Linked DNA regions of Salmo salar: regions 2 and 3 are each linked to region 1. A link is a contact called in public Hi-C data. All regions are on one chromosome and are shown on one strand. Each heading gives the region's core, a stretch centred on a gene start, on an enhancer-like site or on the middle of the called end of the contact. The rest is flanking DNA. Distances are from core to core; before and after follow the strand shown.

Region 1 (3,040 bases), core at 356-2,855:
GAGGTAATTTTGGGAGCCACCCACCTCAGGCATCAGGTAGGGGTCGTTCTGCAGCAGTAGTGGAAACAGCTCTGCTTCCCCCAGATCATGGTGACCCAAGCTCCTTATAACAGCTGTGTTGTGTGGGGAATCTAGACTGTGGGCATTTTTGCACTTGTTCCTTGAGTTTAAAGACAAATGTGAACAATGTAAGTACACTGACAAAAGATGAGCAAATTAAACCAAGACAACAGAAGAGTCACATGACTAACTTTCAAGCATTAGTCAGGTCAACAAATGCTGTTGGCTCCTCAGCAAAAATATGTTGTTGTTAGCTACTATATCTATTCACAGCTTATGAATCTGATACTCATTGTATGAGATACCAAATGAATGAGTCACAGGGCCAGTTACAACAGGTGTGTTTGTGGTCAAAGTGTAACAATATCAGATTCTACACCCGAATTATCAACAGATTATACTAAATTCGGTTTACCATTTAGGTAAAATGTTTTTTTATATTGGATATTCAGCTCTCTCTGTCAATAGCTCTTAAACAAATCGTGCCGTGACTATGAAAATGATATATTCTGAATCAAGGGAAGATGGAGAAAAATCCACACCTTTTTTGTTGTTGAAATGTAGATTTTATTTTTCTGGATTTCAATCTTCAATAGCTCTTAAACAAAGTGTGCCGTGACTATGAAAATTACATATTCTGGATCATGGGAAGATGGCGAAAAAACAATTCCATTGGGGGGGGCTCCATCCTCCATCTCCCTTGATTCAGAATACATCATTTTCATAGTCACAGCACGCTTTGTTTAAGAGCTATAGAAGATTTAAAATCTAAGAGCTATTGAAGATTTTGATGGATTTCAATCTACATTTCAAATAAAAAAATACATGGATTGTTCTCCATCTTCCCTTGATTCAGAATATTTTTTTCATAGTCATGACATGATTTGTTTAAGAACTATTCAAGATTTTAATTCAATTTTTGTTATTAAAAATAAAAGTAGCGGATTGTTCTCCATTCACCCGATTCAGAATATACCATTTGTATAGCCATAGCATGCCTGGTTCAATAGCTATTGATGAGAGAACAGAATATCCAGTATAAAACTAATTTTACCTCAGAGTATTTACCTATATGAAACATCTGCAGTTCCACTATGAGATAAAACAAATTGTTTATATAGTCTCACAGAACATGACACCTACCCGAACCTGCAGTTACCGCATACAAAGTATCTGCACAGGTGTAAGTTCTCGCAATGAAGACACTCGCCAGGAGGGCTTTGACAGACTCGCAGTGAAGTCTTTGCAACAATAACACTGTTCTGGCTCATAGCGAGACGCGAGGCCTTTCCTTCGCCTTTACTGATGGCATATTTTTCTCTGTCACAAAGTATTCCAAGTAGGACATCATCCGCAACAGTGAACTTTTGACCAACTATCTGGTCAAGCCGCTTGAAGTCCAAGCATCCTTGATTTCCACACAGAATTTTTGTTACATATTGAGACACGATAGACGACATCGTGTTTCGGTAGCAGGGAAAAAGAGATTTTATGATCCTCACCCAATTTGCAATTGGTCGTCAGTCACACTTACGGAGAAACGAAACTGAAAGTCAAAGTTCGAGTCGTGCCCTTTAAACCGGTTTCCACTAGATTTCACAGCCATAACGTCAAAATGTTCTATAATATTGTAAAAATTCATGAAAAAAATATAATTTTGTCGTTTTGGTTAGGCACAAGGTTAGCAGTGAGGTTAAGGTTAGGTTTAACATTTAAAGTAGCAATAGGCGGGGTTTATGACTGTGGCTGTGGAAGCTAGTGACCAGGTCCTAGGGACGACACTTTAAACCTCTGCTTTCAACATGGACTATTTGGTAGTTGTTGAAAATTCACACCACCAGGTCCTCTGTTTATATGACTAACATAGGATTTTGCATAACCTCTGCTTTTTATTCCACTGTGTTATGTAAAACATGAAATACATAAAGTCATGTAATAATACCTAATGGTCACACGATGGCATTACAGTATAGCAATGAACAACAGAACTCCGCAGACAACTTTTGTTACGTGTCAAGCTGCTTCTACAAAGTATTGACTCAGGGGTGTGAATACTTATGTAAATGAGACATTTCTAATAAATTACTAAACATTTGTAAAAACATGTTTTCACTTTGTCAATATGGGGTATCGTGTGTAGGTGGTGGAATTTTTTAAAATATTTAATCCATTTTGAATTCAGGCTGTAATACAGCAAAATGTGAAATAAGTCAAGGGGCATGAATACTTTCTGAAGGCACTATATGCAGCAGCACTAACTCTACGTCAGACTTAAATATGGGCTAGCCGCTAGAGAATAAGGAACTCATAATGGCATTTACTATATGTAACCCCTTAATTTGCGTGCATTGAATGGTGCGGTTTATTCTTATGGACTTTCAAACATATCAGCTTAGGTCTTATACAGTTGAAGTCGGAAGTTTACATACACCTTATGCAAATACATTTAAACTCAGTTTCACAATTCCTAACATTTAATCCTAGTAAAAATTCCCAGTTAGGATCACCACTTTATTTTAACAATGTGAAATGTCAGAATAATAGTAGAGAGAAGGATTTATTTCAGTTTTATTACTTTAATCACATTCCCAGTGGGTCAGAAGTTCACATACACTCAATTAGTGTTTGGTAGCATTGCCTTTAAATTGTTTAACTTGTGTCAAATGTTTCAGGTAGCCTTCCACAAGCTTCCCACAATAAGTTGGGTGAATTTTGGCCAATTCCTCCTGACAGAGCTGGTGTAACTGAGTCATGTTTGTAGGCCTCCTTGCTCACACACACTTTTTCAGTTCTACGCACAAATTTTCTATAGGATTGAGGTCAAGGCTTTGTGATGGCCACTCCAAAACCGTGACTTTGTTGTCCTTAAGCCATTTTGCCACAACTTTGGAAGTATGCTTGGGGTCATTGTCCATTTGGAAGACACATTTGCGACCAAGCTTTAACTTCCTGACTTGTATCTTGAGATGTTGCTTCAATA
Region 2 (3,040 bases), core at 301-2,800, 200 kb after region 1:
CCGAGACGGTGGCATTGTATTATCCTCAAAGCGGGCAAAGAAAGGTGTTTAGTTTGTCTGGAAGCGTGACGTCGGTGTCCGTGACGTGGCTGGTTTTCTTTTTGTAGACTGTGATTTCCTGTAGACCCTGCCACATACGTCTCGTGTTTGAGCCGTTGAATTGCGACTCCACTTTGTCCCTGTACCGGCATTTCGCTTGTTTGATTGCCTTGCGGAGAGAATAACTACACTGTTTATATTCAGCCATATTCCCAGACCTTTTTCCATGGTTAAATGCGGTGGTTCGCACTACTATAAGAGAGGACAAGTTGTGTAAGTATTGTCATTTAGATGTGAGACAAACAACTCGTGATTTTTATAATCCTCACTCACCCACAGCGATGCCAAGGGGGCCTCCAACCAGTCCTCCTGCAAAGGCTAGTCCCCCTGCTGCCACCGCCCCTTTGGAAGATCCCTTCACTGTGGTCTTTATCTGTTGGTTTGCAGATAACTCGCAACACAGCCGCACAACATCGTTAATTCGTTGCGACATTCTGGGGAACAAAGGTTAAGGGTTTAGACCCACGTTTACAATAACTCAACAATGACACTGACAGCTGCATAGAGTGAATGGGCTGAGGGGAAAACATAATAGGCTATTGCTGTTTAATGCCACAATCTGCCAGTTCAACAGTCTGACCCACCAACTTTTGGGGTAAACTGAGGGATGGGGCGGGGGAAATGTAAACACTAAAATTCATAGTGCTATGGATGCAAGGATTGACAGTCTGAGATTATCATGATAGTTTAAAACATATAAGTTAGAAATCGTTTCCAAACACTCAAATGACAACAAACATTGACTAATACAGCCATTGATCTTGGGCTATGATAAGACAGCTGTACTAAGGTCATAAAGCATTTGAATTGCATTTTATAAGAATCAAATGGGTATATGATTACCTTTAAAAACCCTATGCATGACCTTTGAACAGCAGGAAATATGTGGCAACAATAAATAGATAAGGATTGTCATCAATGTCATATTATTTCAGTATATACTCTATAATCGAAATGTAAGTATTCTGCTTGTTTTGGTGAAGATATCTTTAATGTATTAACTCCACAATACAAGTAATGCTTATTCTATTTGCTAGAATGTATTTGCTACAATTCAAGGTACAATGTATCACTTCAGAACGTTAAAGATGATCACGTGACGATGATAAGTAAATTTACTCTCTGACATTGAATGTGTTTTACATTGTTTCGCTAAACGAATTTGCAGCGATAAGATACAAATATTGTAATATAAACTAATAGTCAACATACCTTGATGATGAACTAAATTCCTTGTATATTGTCTGCCTACTATATTTATATGAAGGTTCAATTCCAGTCAAAACTAGAGGTTTTTTCAAGCGTCATTCTTGATTTCCCGAGCCTTGAGAGAGTTCCATTAGACTGAACCGGGGAAAACCGGTCTATGGCACGTCACGTCACCAGGCAAAAGCGGTGAGGGAGGAGCACCCTCTCATCGAGCATCTTCTGGCCATAATGTCAACAAAACATGATGAATCGTTCAGAAACACAAAGCATGTATTAATTTTTATATAAAATATATTTGACAATTTCTTTACAAATAGTCTTCCTTGGGAAGTGTGGGTAAAGCGATATATGCGTTTTTATAAAGATCTAACACTTTTGCATGTGAAAACACTGAATCCTAACTCATTAATCCACGTACTTAACATACGTCACTTTTGTTTTCAGAGGACTTCCCCGTTTGATTTGACCGTTTTACCCGGCTCACCACCAGGAGGCAGCCCAGTTTCAAAACGAATGCGATCAGCACTAGCCCGGCGTACCCGGGGCATTAATCGAATTCCTTCCTTGTCACGGTCGTATTGCTTTAAGGTACTGGTTCATTTCCTGTAAAGCCACTACGTCAGAGAGATGTGAGCCAATGAGAAGAGGTCTGAAAATAACCTTATCGTGTTGGCTTGATAGTATTTAATATGTGTTTTTTTTTTTCAATAATAGGTTATTCAAACATTCAAACTACATCAAACGAGTCAAACTACATCAAATTAGCCTACATCTCTAATCAATTAGATTGATACACATTGCTGGTAGAAGTTGTCTTTGAAACACAGATCTAGGATCAGCTTACTTGTCCCAAATAACAAAGACATGGCCACAGTACTGTCTTTGATATGACTGTGAACACGATGCAAAAATGTAAAAATGTCTATATCTTAAAAATTCATCAATATATATATTTATGTCTTAATTTATGGTTAGGTATAAGGTTAGCAGTGTGGTTAAGGTTAGGTTTAAAATCAGATTTTAAGAAGAGAAATTGTAGAAATAGTCGGGGTTTAGCCATAATTTTGACTTTGTGGCTGTGGTAACTAGTGACAACCCAGATCAGGGCAACTTCATTCTACTTCCCTGAGCCTCTGCTGAGCACAGTGGACCACGTGGTCAACTGGCAGCGTGTTTACACATGTGACTTCATTGATACATCTCCCGTGTTGAGTTCTGAGCCTGTGTGCCCTCTTGCTAAGATTGTGCCATTTGAATTTACTGTATATCATTCTGCAAAGGAGACAGACTATTAATCTTCCCAACTACACTGCTGTCCTCTATCATGAGATCATCCGGCCAATGAATTATACCATGTGCATCTTGGAGCAACATTATAAATAGATTATTCGATTTTGCATTATGCCAAAGAATGTAAAAGACAATCATGACAGTAATTTTACAACCTCAGTCATCATACTAGTTGGATTGATGGGATAATATTGAGTGAGAATTGTTTCTTTATTCTGTAAATGTGTCAGCTCTGTAACTAGTGAATTTACAACTGTAACTTGAGATATAATTTGCGATATAAGGTAAACACTCAAGGTTTAAAATGTAGTTAAAGCATTTGATTGGGAATAAAGATAAATATGTTTAATTTAATACCATTGCAAGAGAGGGAAATCCTGTTTATATGTAGCCTATTGGATACAGTCTTACATACTGTGATCCTTTCCATTCATTTGCAACA
Region 3 (3,040 bases), core at 185-2,684, 170 kb after region 1:
TTCAGACGACCTACGTGGCTACTCCGAGGGGCCACTGGAAGACATCCTTGTCGTTAACCCAGGGGCTGTCATAGACCAGGAAGAGCAGGTCCACAAAGCCCCCGTGCCTCCTCAGGTAGGGGCTGATCCAGTCGTTGGTGCAGCGCTCGCTGCCCAGCAGAACCACAGCCACACGATTCACAGCGTGGAACTGCATCAAGGTCTGGACATGCTGCAGCCACCGGGTGGCGTAGGAGATCTTCTGCTGCTCCCGGCCGTTCAGCACCAGAACCACACTGTCTGTGTCCAGAGGAACGTGGCCTTGGATCACCGCTGGACCTGTGTAGAAACTATAGATAGACAGAGAGAGAGAGATGGTGGGGTGGAGGGCTGTCAGAATAGCTGACATCAGCTAGATCATATGCATCTTATATTGTGATAGGAGTCTCATTTGTGATGCCTTACCTGAAATCTATCTTTCCCACCTGTATCTCCCCCTCTCTCCACTGTGCTTGTATGTCGGTGGGGTTGAGGGGACCTTCTAAAATATGTTCCCAAAGGTAAAGTCCTGATAGAAGAGAGGAGTTACTTCAGAGGGACAATATCCATAAGAATGTTTTTTTTACACACCATAATGTAACCTAACATTGTAAGAGGAAGCATCAAACAACAAAGAGATACCAAGCAATATTGTACAACTTATCACAGAAGATCCCTAAAAAGGCATTACCTATGGCCGCTTTCCCCCAGATTTGAACTTTGTATCTCTTGGGCCTGTTCTTGTCAATGCGCTCCTGGTATTGTCTGAAAGCATCCCTCTGTTTGTGCAGAGCAGAAAGCGCATTAGCCTGCTCATCCTCCCAAGGGTTCCACACATCATCCCCAATGTAAGGAGCCACAACACCACCACCTGTAATCACCAAAACAACAGGAAAATAACACTTACTGGAGCTAGCTAGTTAGTGGTTTTCACATGACGAGTCCATAACCCTGTCAGGGTATTCACGTGGTGACTCCAGACCCAGTTTTGCCGACCCACCACGTAACTGTTATTTGAAGTACCCTGTGGCCACATATGCTTGTAATGCTCACCATTTTGGATTGTAACTGTATATGATCATATACAACATTGGACATGACCCGCAAACTATGGACAGTAAGTTTATTTTCTCAGATAAGTAGCTAGCTAGCTAATTTACCTGAGGTTGCGACTGTAATTTTCTTCACCACTCTGTGGACACGGGTGATCACCTTCGTATTAAAAAATACATTGTATGCAGCATACAAGGAAAACACCACATAGACAAAAACTATCAGGATGAATATTTTTCTGTGATGTTTTTTCATGTTTTCCTTCTCACGTTACCATTCTGCACTCGAGTACCAGTTAACCCCTTTAAAGTAACCAATATCTGTGCAGCTCGTTGTCTCGGAAACACTGAGAAAGCAATCAAAGGCGACTGTTTACAGTTCAAGGACCCAGCTCAAAGGCTGGCATAAGATTTGCCGGAGAAAAGTTATTCCCCTTTTGGAATTCATCTATGTGAAGCATTTTCTTTTATCGTCATACAGAACCGATTTTTATTTTGATAATTAAAGCGACTCGTGTGGCATATTTGAAATTAAATACAAAACAAATTGCTTACAAAGATGTTATAAGAATTGAGACCGCGCGCTGAAACATAATCCCGGATGTTACCCAGGACGTACCTAATGTGGAGCGAGCTGCCAGTTAAGGCAAAGACAGAAACTGCTTATCCTTTATAAATCCACGATCACGCTCGTAGGCGATGTCATGGCGACGTTGGCTAGCTAAACTCATGCGCAGAAACACGCAATCGGGTCTAACGGTCGACACGCGCCAAACTGCGCATGTGCAAGCCATCAAATCAAAGGCAATCCAATATAAAATAGTGTTTGACGAAAATGAAAAGGTGCAGTTTATCACTTTCAACAGGTTGGACTAATAACATGTACAACTACTTAAGACATTGGCTCGAATCAAGGTTGTGCCTTTAGATTTCGATAAATAAAAATATATAAAACTTCTGTCATTGACTACTCAAACCCCGGCCTGGTCTGCTTCACAAGCTTTCCCAGAAGTCTCGCAATGTTGCCCCTCTGAGTTTAAAAACTCTTGCGGTTAAGGCAGATTTATTAGAGAAAGGAGAGATATGAATCCCACTGGGCAATAAATGGGTGAATGTATAACGTCTCACCCAGCAGACTGTCGACCAATCGCGTTCACATTGTCGTACAGCGTCACGCGGTTGCTAAACCGAGTCGAGAAACCTGCCTATTTTCCTCGAAAGTACTTAATGTCAAGATTCCAAAGCTATATGATATTACAGATAAATTAATTATCTCACATCTCCGAAAATATTTGTTATGTTGTACTTCTTGTTGACGAGACGTATGCGAATATATTATTTTGAGCTAGCACCCAATTGACTCCCATTAAGTCCTTAAAGGAGAGCTTTCATTGTCCCAGAATGCACCGCGCGGCCCATTGACGAAGTTACTACGATTCCAGTGGATTTTTGCATCTCCTCAAAAGTATCTCTGGTTAAGACATAGGGAACCCCTCACTGTTCTTTTTCTAGCGATGGGAAGGTCGACTCTTTTTATTCACTGTGATCTTTTCGATTCGTTCAGTCAAAGAAACAATTATTTATACTAATTTCATTAATTTGAGTCAGTAACTATGTTTCCATCAGTGTAGGCTGCTGATTGGAGGATGGCTCATAATAAATGTCTGGAAAGGCGCAGTGGCGGTTCTAGACCATTTCAACTGGGGGGGCCAAGCTCGGGCCAGTTACATTAGACGTTATTGTTGTCATATCGTTTTGCATGTGGTACGATACTGTTGTGTTCCACCTAAAGCCATCCCTCTAGAAAATGTGTGGGTTAAATTAGTGTTCCACGTTGCCACTGTCTAATAATGGAAGTAAAAAAAGAATGATAGCAAAAATGTGTTATGTAAAAATTATTTCATACTCCACATTTAAGGGGGCCACAAGGGGGTCCAAAATGGTTGTCACAGGGGCACTGGCCCCCCCTC

The links. A called contact is a pair of places that touch in the nucleus more often than the background predicts.
Region 2: a Hi-C map of gill shows a contact between it and region 1, with 2.8 times the contacts expected there. The contact joins the promoter of zgc:112052 here to the promoter of parp12a in region 1. A contact is called at or near these places in 2 of 3 Hi-C or Micro-C datasets (gill and muscle).
Region 3: a Hi-C map of gill shows a contact between it and region 1, with 6 times the contacts expected there. The contact joins the promoter of rxylt1 here to the promoter of parp12a in region 1. A contact is called at or near these places in 3 of 3 Hi-C or Micro-C datasets (blood, gill and muscle).

What each region holds. Positions count from the first base shown.
Region 1 is chrssa16:15,798,059-15,801,098 of Ssal_v3.1, forward strand. parp12a (poly (ADP-ribose) polymerase family, member 12a) reads right to left here and starts at 1,606. Exons shown (of 12, transcript XM_014147896.2): 1 at 1,204-1,606; 2 at 25-160. The coding sequence starts at 1,520.
Region 2 is chrssa16:15,996,337-15,999,376 of Ssal_v3.1, forward strand. It overlaps zgc:112052 (protein C19orf12 homolog), which reads right to left and starts at 1,551. Exons shown (of 3, transcript XM_014147886.2): 1 at 1,312-1,551; 2 at 373-533. The coding sequence starts at 532.
Region 3 is chrssa16:15,969,881-15,972,920 of Ssal_v3.1, forward strand. It overlaps rxylt1 (ribitol xylosyltransferase 1), which reads right to left and starts at 1,435. Exons shown (of 5, transcript NM_001173886.1): 1 at 1,179-1,435; 2 at 710-889; 3 at 445-547; 4 at 15-329. The coding sequence starts at 1,326.